2 separate regions of the Mus musculus genome follow, and region 1 is linked to region 2. Evidence: chromatin contacts called from public promoter capture Hi-C data. All regions are on one chromosome and are shown on one strand. Each heading gives the region's core, a stretch centred on a gene start, on an enhancer-like site or on the middle of the called end of the contact. The rest is flanking DNA. Distances are from core to core; before and after follow the strand shown.

Region 1 (3,380 bases), core at 153-2,652, 270 kb after region 2:
GTTTTGGTTGTTTGTTTGTTTGTTTGTTTGTTTTCTTCTTAGACAGGGTTTCTCTGTATAGCCCTGGCTGTCCTGGAACTCACTTTGTAGACCAGGCTGGCCTTGAGCTCAGAAATCCGCCTGCCTCTGCCTCCCAAGTGCTGGGATTAAAGGCGTGCACCACCACGCCCGCTTTGGGGTTTAGTTTGTTAGCCTATCCGAGCCACAATAAAATCCACAGATACACATGCACACATATATCCTGATTCATTGTGAAAAATATTTCAAAACAAAACAAACAAAACAAAAGAAGCCCTCTTCGTCCGTTATAAATAACAAGATCTGCCTTCAGCAAACTCCCATAGCCAGAGCCTAGAACTTCAAGAAAGAACAGAACTTGCTGCACCAATTAGTGCTAGGCCGTAGTATGAACAAAGCACCGCAAATAAACTCCACAGGCCTTTAGACAGAAGGTTGTGTTTGTAATTAACTCCAACGCACTCTCATTACCCCCTCCCCAGAGCTCCACCCAGCCCAGCGCCCTGCAGGGCTCCCGTTCCCAGTCTGGTTTCCATTCGAGCCCCGCCCCCTTCCCCTTGCCTCTCTGGGACTGTGAATCAATCCCATCCCGGGCAGGAAACGGGACCCGGGGCAGCCCCCTCCGCTGTGGCGGAACAAAGGAGCGGAGCGCAGCTGCACTCGCAGGGCGATCCATCGGGTCCGGTCGCCCCTCCGGGTGCGCCGCGGCCGGGGCACACCGCACCTGAACCCCACTCCCCAGGACGCCCCATTGTTCCACCTCCGCCTCCACCTCCGCTTCTCCTTCCCACAGGAAGCCATAAGCTTGTCCTTCCATAGAACCTGGGGCCGGGAAACTCCAGTGGGCCAGAGGGATGGAGGGGGATGCGAGTGGGCCCGCGGGAAGCAGGGTTCCCCAGTGCCCGTAGGTAGGAAGCCAATAACACAAAGTGAGAGAACAACTTAGTTTGTAAGCCCCTTCCCTCTCCTGCCGCCCCCGAAGCCACACGGGGCCGCGATCACCCTCGACGACCTCGAGCGCGCGTGGGTTCACGGTGGAGTGCCTCCGCGCCCCACAGGAGCGCCCCGGGAGCTGATGACCCGGGATTGCAGGCTGCGGCTGAGCCTGGGGCCGCGCGCACAAAGGCACGGGCGGGAAGGGAGCCGGCACGGGGGAGTGCAGCGTACCTCGCCCGGCAACCGCTCGGCCACTCCGTCTCCGCGTGCTGCTCGCTGGCCGCCGCCTGGGGAACGCGGGTCAGATCCGATGCGGGGCTTGTGCCACAGTTGCTGCCGGGGATCCCGCGCCGCTCAGCCGACCGTGCGTTCAGTGCACCCACACCGCGTCCGCCGGCTGGGCTCCGAGTGCGCTGGCTAGAGGCGCGGCGGCGGCGCGGCCACTCCCCTCTCCCGGCGGGGGCGGCGACCTCACCGCCCGGACGCGCCCCTCGCTCCCTGGCCGCGGTTCACCCAGGCGCGCAGGCCGCACAGCGCCCCCCGGTGAGCACCCGGCGGGCGGGGACACCCAGGAAAGCGCACTGGCCCTTCACCTTGGCCACTGCATGATCCGCGAACTGCAGACCAGAGATGCAGAGCCGAACAGCTGCAAGAGCCTGGGCGCGAACCTCAGCAGAGAGAATATTCTTCTCCACATTGCCTACCCTCCTAGGTCCAAGTTTGGGTGCCCAAAAATATCACAAAATGACAATTTAATGGAAGAGAAAATGGCCTGCCATGTGAGGCTTTTATTGTCTCTGTCACTGACATACATATTGAATATACCATTAGGTACTGAGCAATGACTGGCAATCACTTGGCCATGGTAGAGGGTCTGAAGACTCAGGACTCCCAGCTTCTCACTCCAGGTGTCTTCACCACGCTGGGATTCGGGACAAGCCACATGACCCTGGGTCTGGCTTGTTCCTGGAAGAGGTAAGGGTGTTCATCAAACTTACTCATGGGGTGAGGTGAGGATTACATGGCTGGGGTGTTAAAAGCGCGGCAGACACAGTAATTATTACTCATGAATCTGACGACTTTATCCTATAATGAAATAAATTGCCATAAATGGGGCCAGGTTTAAGTGCACTGACCTATATCTGGATACTGTCACTGAAAGGAGGCGAACCAAAGATTTCCAACCTTATATAGTCACTCTGTCCCTCCAGCACAGGCCCCAGGACTTCTCAGAGGCTACCAAGACCCTCCTCTACAAACTGACCTGCTGGGAATTCTAGCATCATTGACGGAACCAGCATCAGTTAGGTCTTCAGTCGGCATGGTAATGGTTTAAGCTAACATATTTTGAGTAGTGGATACAATTTTATTTAATCTTCACAAAAACCTGTGAGGTAAGTTACTTTTCAATTTTTGTTTTTGAGGCCAGGACAAACAAAGTCTGAGAGCTTTTTTTTCTTCCTTCCAGCTTATATACAACTATGGAGAACCTCCACAAATTCTTTGGTACACCTCTCATTGAGGAGTGCCATTTGATTGCCCTCCTCTTGAATACAGGCTGGACTGAATTCTAACAAATGGGATACAGTTGGTGGTATGACCAACCCAGCTCTCTCTCTCTCTCTCTCTCTCTCTCTCTCTCTCTCTCTCTTTCTCTCTCTCTCTCTCTCTCTCTCTCTCACTGTGAGGGAGCACACAGAAGCCAGGTATAGCCATATATTCCAGACTAAGAGTGCCCGCATCTGCTCACTGTCCCAGCCATGTGGCTGTGTGAGCCTTAAAGTTGACTTAGTCACAGTCACCTTATACTACATGAAGTAAGACCTAGAGTGAAACCCCAGCTAACTCAAGTCAGTCTCCAGAAACATGAAGTGAAGGAGGGTTTGTCATTGGTGACTTGGCCTAGTGGTAGCATAAATGATTGCCTCCACCACAGCTGACCAAACAAGCTACCCTAGACCTTGATAACTTAGTACAGTAAAGACACCGCTCTCAGCTTCCAGAGAAACAAAATATAGACCTACTACATGGCAACATGTTTTAATATGTGCCAGATCTTTGGTTCCATCTGCTTATAGCAACTGGGCAGCAACAGGACCTCTGAACCCTCCTGGCCAATCTATCTTCTTCAAAATACAATGACAGGTTCATAAACTATAAGTCAGTGGCTTGCAGAGTAGGGACAGGAAACTTTTGAGTCAGGAGTCTGTGTATCATAGACTGGCTTCAAACTTACTGTAGCCTATGATGATTGAACACATCTCCTTTGCCTGTGCTCACCTCGAGTGCTTAGGACTGCATGCAGACCCCCTGTTCCATGCAGTGCTGAAAATAAGTCCAGGCCTTTACATGTGCTCAGCAGGCACTCTACCAACTCAGGTGAATTCCCAGACTAAAAACTTTTGATTGCCAGATTTCGGTGAAGA
Region 2 (3,287 bases), core at 670-3,169:
CGTGTATACTTGGTGAACACTTGCATGCATTCAAAAACATATCAGAATAGTTCTACTTAACGATGGCCCTGCACTTTTTTCTGTATTCAAACTGTATGCAAAGCACTTGGTATTATTTGTTATCTATGCAAAAATCAAGTGGAGCAGACCTTCAAAGACTACCTCTTGTCCTGTTGAATTTTGTAGTGCATCATTAAACAAGCTATGGGAGCTATCAGGTAGTTTTATTATGTGGTGTGGTTTCTAGATTTCAATGTGTCCCTTAGTCATATGTTGAAAGGGCATCTTGTAGAAAGCATCTTTTAGGTGTGTAGACCTCATTTTCTTTTCTTCTCTGTTTGCTTAGTTTATAGGTGATGTGAATTTGCCCCGGTCTTGAAGTTACCCTGACTTGAAGTTACTTGACTCCCACAATAAGAACTGATCTCATTCTTCAGCAGGCGAGCATGAGTATCCTTTCTGAGACTGGACCCATGGTGACAAATAGGACAGGTCAGAGGAAAATTGCCGTAGTCACTTTTCTCCTTCCACTATGTGGAATGGAGGGACTGCACTGAGGTCACCAGACTTGGTAACAAATGCCTTTACCCCCTGAGCCATCTCTCCAGAAAGTCATCACCACCACCATCACAACCACCATCACCATCATCATCATCATCTCCCTAAATAGCCCAGGTCCCCCAGTGACAACCATGTACTGGGATTACAAGTAGATGCTACAATGATTGCTATTGTCAAATAGACATCATACCATAGCCAGGTTCACAACCAGAAATCAGTGAGTATACATGCACATAAAACACAACAATACGAACACAAATGGTGAACTAGCATGCACTCATTTTTAGGCTGGGGCTTTTGTCCCTCAGCCCCTCCTGCTGCATTCCTCCTGCTCAGTCCATCAGTTGACACTTCCCCACGTACCTCAGGCTAAGCCTGATGGTTTGTTAATCTCCACTAAGTCCCATCCCAGTTCTCAAATGTAACCCCCAGCTGGCATCTCACGTCTCTGATACACACCCTAGCTGTGCCTGATTTGAGAAGTTTCTTTGTTGAAACATTAAGCTTCTTTTAATAGCTGATCATATTAGCAGATTCTCCGTAGCTCCTAGCGAATAGCCTACTAAGTGAGACAGTTGGATGCTGTGTCCCTTGCACGATAGGTGCAGCATTTACAGAGCTGTTTGGTTTTTCCCCTTCCTCCATTAGAATGTAGAAAGCTTGGATCCAGCCTCTGTGTCCTTATTCAGGGCCTTGCATCCAACGCATAGCACCATGTTAAGCACACAGTAGGGCATATGTAAATACTTGCTAAACTAAAGTACAAAGTTATATGGAACCTTAGAAATGACATCCTCTAAGTTTTAGCCCCTTCCGAAGAGTAACTGTTTTTGGAGTATTTACATGCAAAGAGTGAACCTACTTGTCTTTTTTTTCAAAGTGTTTTACTCATTCCAATGCTTATTTGGTATTGCTGGGCATTTTTACGTTTGCTTCTTGTTACCTACTTCGTGACAAGCAGTCTGGTTTAGTAAAAAGAGCCCTCCTTGGTGCAAATAGATCTCTTCCACACCCTAAGGCCCATTACCCCAGCTTGAGGCAAATAGTCCTCAGTCACACCCTAAGGCCCATTATCTCAATTGCTAGGCAGTAGGAGCCTGCAGCCAGTCTGCTTCTACCTACTACAAGGACTGTGTGAACCTCCTGTTTTCTTCTTACTTCTGTTTTCCTCAAGACTTCAAATAGCCAGTAATGTTATCCCTGACATCCATGAGAGCCCTAAGTATAATAGACACAAATAACGTAGCTATTACCCTGTCATCTCACTTCTGCAAAAGCAAGGAGGTAGAGCCAAGCATCCAATCTTGCAGCGTTTGCACCAGAGAGTTCTCAGCTGTATGTCAATCAGCAGCTCGCAGGCAAGATTGCTAGTGTCTTGTCTCTCCACCCTGACGCTTTACCCCAGCCTCCTGTCCAATCATCCATGAACACCTTACTGGCCCCACTCCAGTTTTCACATGATTCTCTGCGATGTAAAGCAGGAGGAAAAGACCAACCGTTCTCCCATAGTTCTTATTTTCCTACAAAGAGTATAGAGCAAGGAAAAAAGTAATTCACTAAACTCAGACTCCATATTTCTGAATTTTGAGAGGAAGAGATTAAAGAATAGTATCCACTAGAGGATGAAAGATTACAATCATCACAAGCCTGGGAAGAGAGCCCGTGACTGCTCTGATAATTATGGGATAGCTCAACACAAGAGGCCAACCGGATGGAATTCCGGGTTCCCTCAGGGACTGCGTTAGGCTTTTGATCAAGTGAATATACTTTTTGGATCTGCAAAATCGTTTCCTTTCATATGTGCCATTTACCTTCCGTGCTCCCCTGGCTTCAATGTTGACACAGCTGCGTTGTTCTCAAGGCTTACCCCACCACCCACACACCTCATAAGACATTCTGATACTTCTCTGCTCAATGACATGTGCATGAACACCACACAGTCAATCTCCTAAGCAGTTGTTACCTCAAATAACCTCAGTGGCACTACTAAGATGGACTAGGAACAAGGCCTAGGGGAAGGCCCTGCCAGGATTGTGCAAGTGGGCTTTGGCAATAGAGCTTTGGCCTGTCTAGAACTAGGAATGACACTGGTTGCTAATAATAGCTATCACTTATTAAGTCCCACAGGCACCAACTGCTTTAGGCTTGAAATAGTGATGGTAGGTAGCATGCATTGGTTGTACGTATTATGTGCTACATACAAAATGCCCTAGATGCATTTCATACCTAACCCATTTCCTGGCTATTTAGGGGGTCAATACTTTAGCACAAGTTACATGAAGAGCCCCGAGGTAGCCCAGCCTTTAACACTAATACTCAGAAGGCAGGAGCAGGGGCTGCTTGAGATAGCTCAGCACGTAAGAGCACTGACTGCTCTACCGAAGGTCCTGAGTTCAAAATCCCACCAACCACCGGTAATGAGATCTGACGCCCTCTTCTGGTGTGTCTGAACAGCTACAGTGTACTTAATTGTAATAATAAATAAAGCTTTGGGCCAGAGGGAGCAGCGTTGACTGGAGCAAGCAGAGGTCCTAAAAAAATTCAATTCCCAACAACCACCCAACAACCACATGAAGGCTCAAAACCATCTCTAGCTACAGTGTACTCATATCCATAAAATAAATTAAATAAATCTTAAAATTATAAAATAAAATAAAAAAAGGTCTTAGAGGAGGAAGAGGAGGAGGCAGGGGCAGGGTTAGGGACAGGGGTATGGTAGGCAGAGC

What was found. Promoter capture Hi-C pulls out the DNA fragments that hold promoters and counts their contacts.
Region 1: a promoter capture Hi-C map of second pharyngeal arch cranial neural crest shows a contact between it and region 2, with 3 times the contacts expected there. The contact joins the promoter of Myo1b here to the enhancer-like site in region 2. A contact is called at or near these places in 13 of 39 promoter capture datasets (the C10 cell line, the HPC-7 cell line, HPC-7-derived erythroid cells and 8 more), 5 of 484 Hi-C or Micro-C datasets (3T3-L1-derived adipocytes, the N1E-115 cell line, bone marrow-derived macrophages and 2 more), 18 of 115 datasets of contacts at active chromatin or transcription factors (the NIH/3T3 cell line, bone marrow-derived macrophages, craniofacial prominence and 9 more) and 4 of 9 other capture datasets (adipose tissue, embryonic stem cells, liver and 1 more).

The regions. Positions count from the first base shown.
Region 1 is chr1:51,914,576-51,917,955 of GRCm38.p6, forward strand. It overlaps Myo1b (myosin IB), which reads right to left and starts at 1,403. Exons shown (of 31, transcript NM_001161817.2): 1 at 1,186-1,403. It overlaps Gm33795 (a long non-coding RNA gene), which reads left to right and starts at 1,587. Exons shown (of 3, transcript XR_001778914.2): 1 at 1,587-1,929; 2 at 2,166-2,348; 3 at 2,423-3,380.
Region 2 is chr1:51,645,567-51,648,853 of GRCm38.p6, forward strand. It overlaps Gm31636 (a long non-coding RNA gene), which reads left to right. Exons shown (of 3, transcript XR_373395.1): 3 at 347-380. Among named protein-coding and RNA genes, the nearest start is that of Gm31636, 25 kb to the left of the region's middle. Within about 2 kb of position 1,920, at least 19 of the 459 cell types and tissues checked have an H3K27ac peak or open chromatin away from gene starts, as enhancers often do. A contact at or near this core is called in adipose tissue and second pharyngeal arch cranial neural crest, where this site is marked.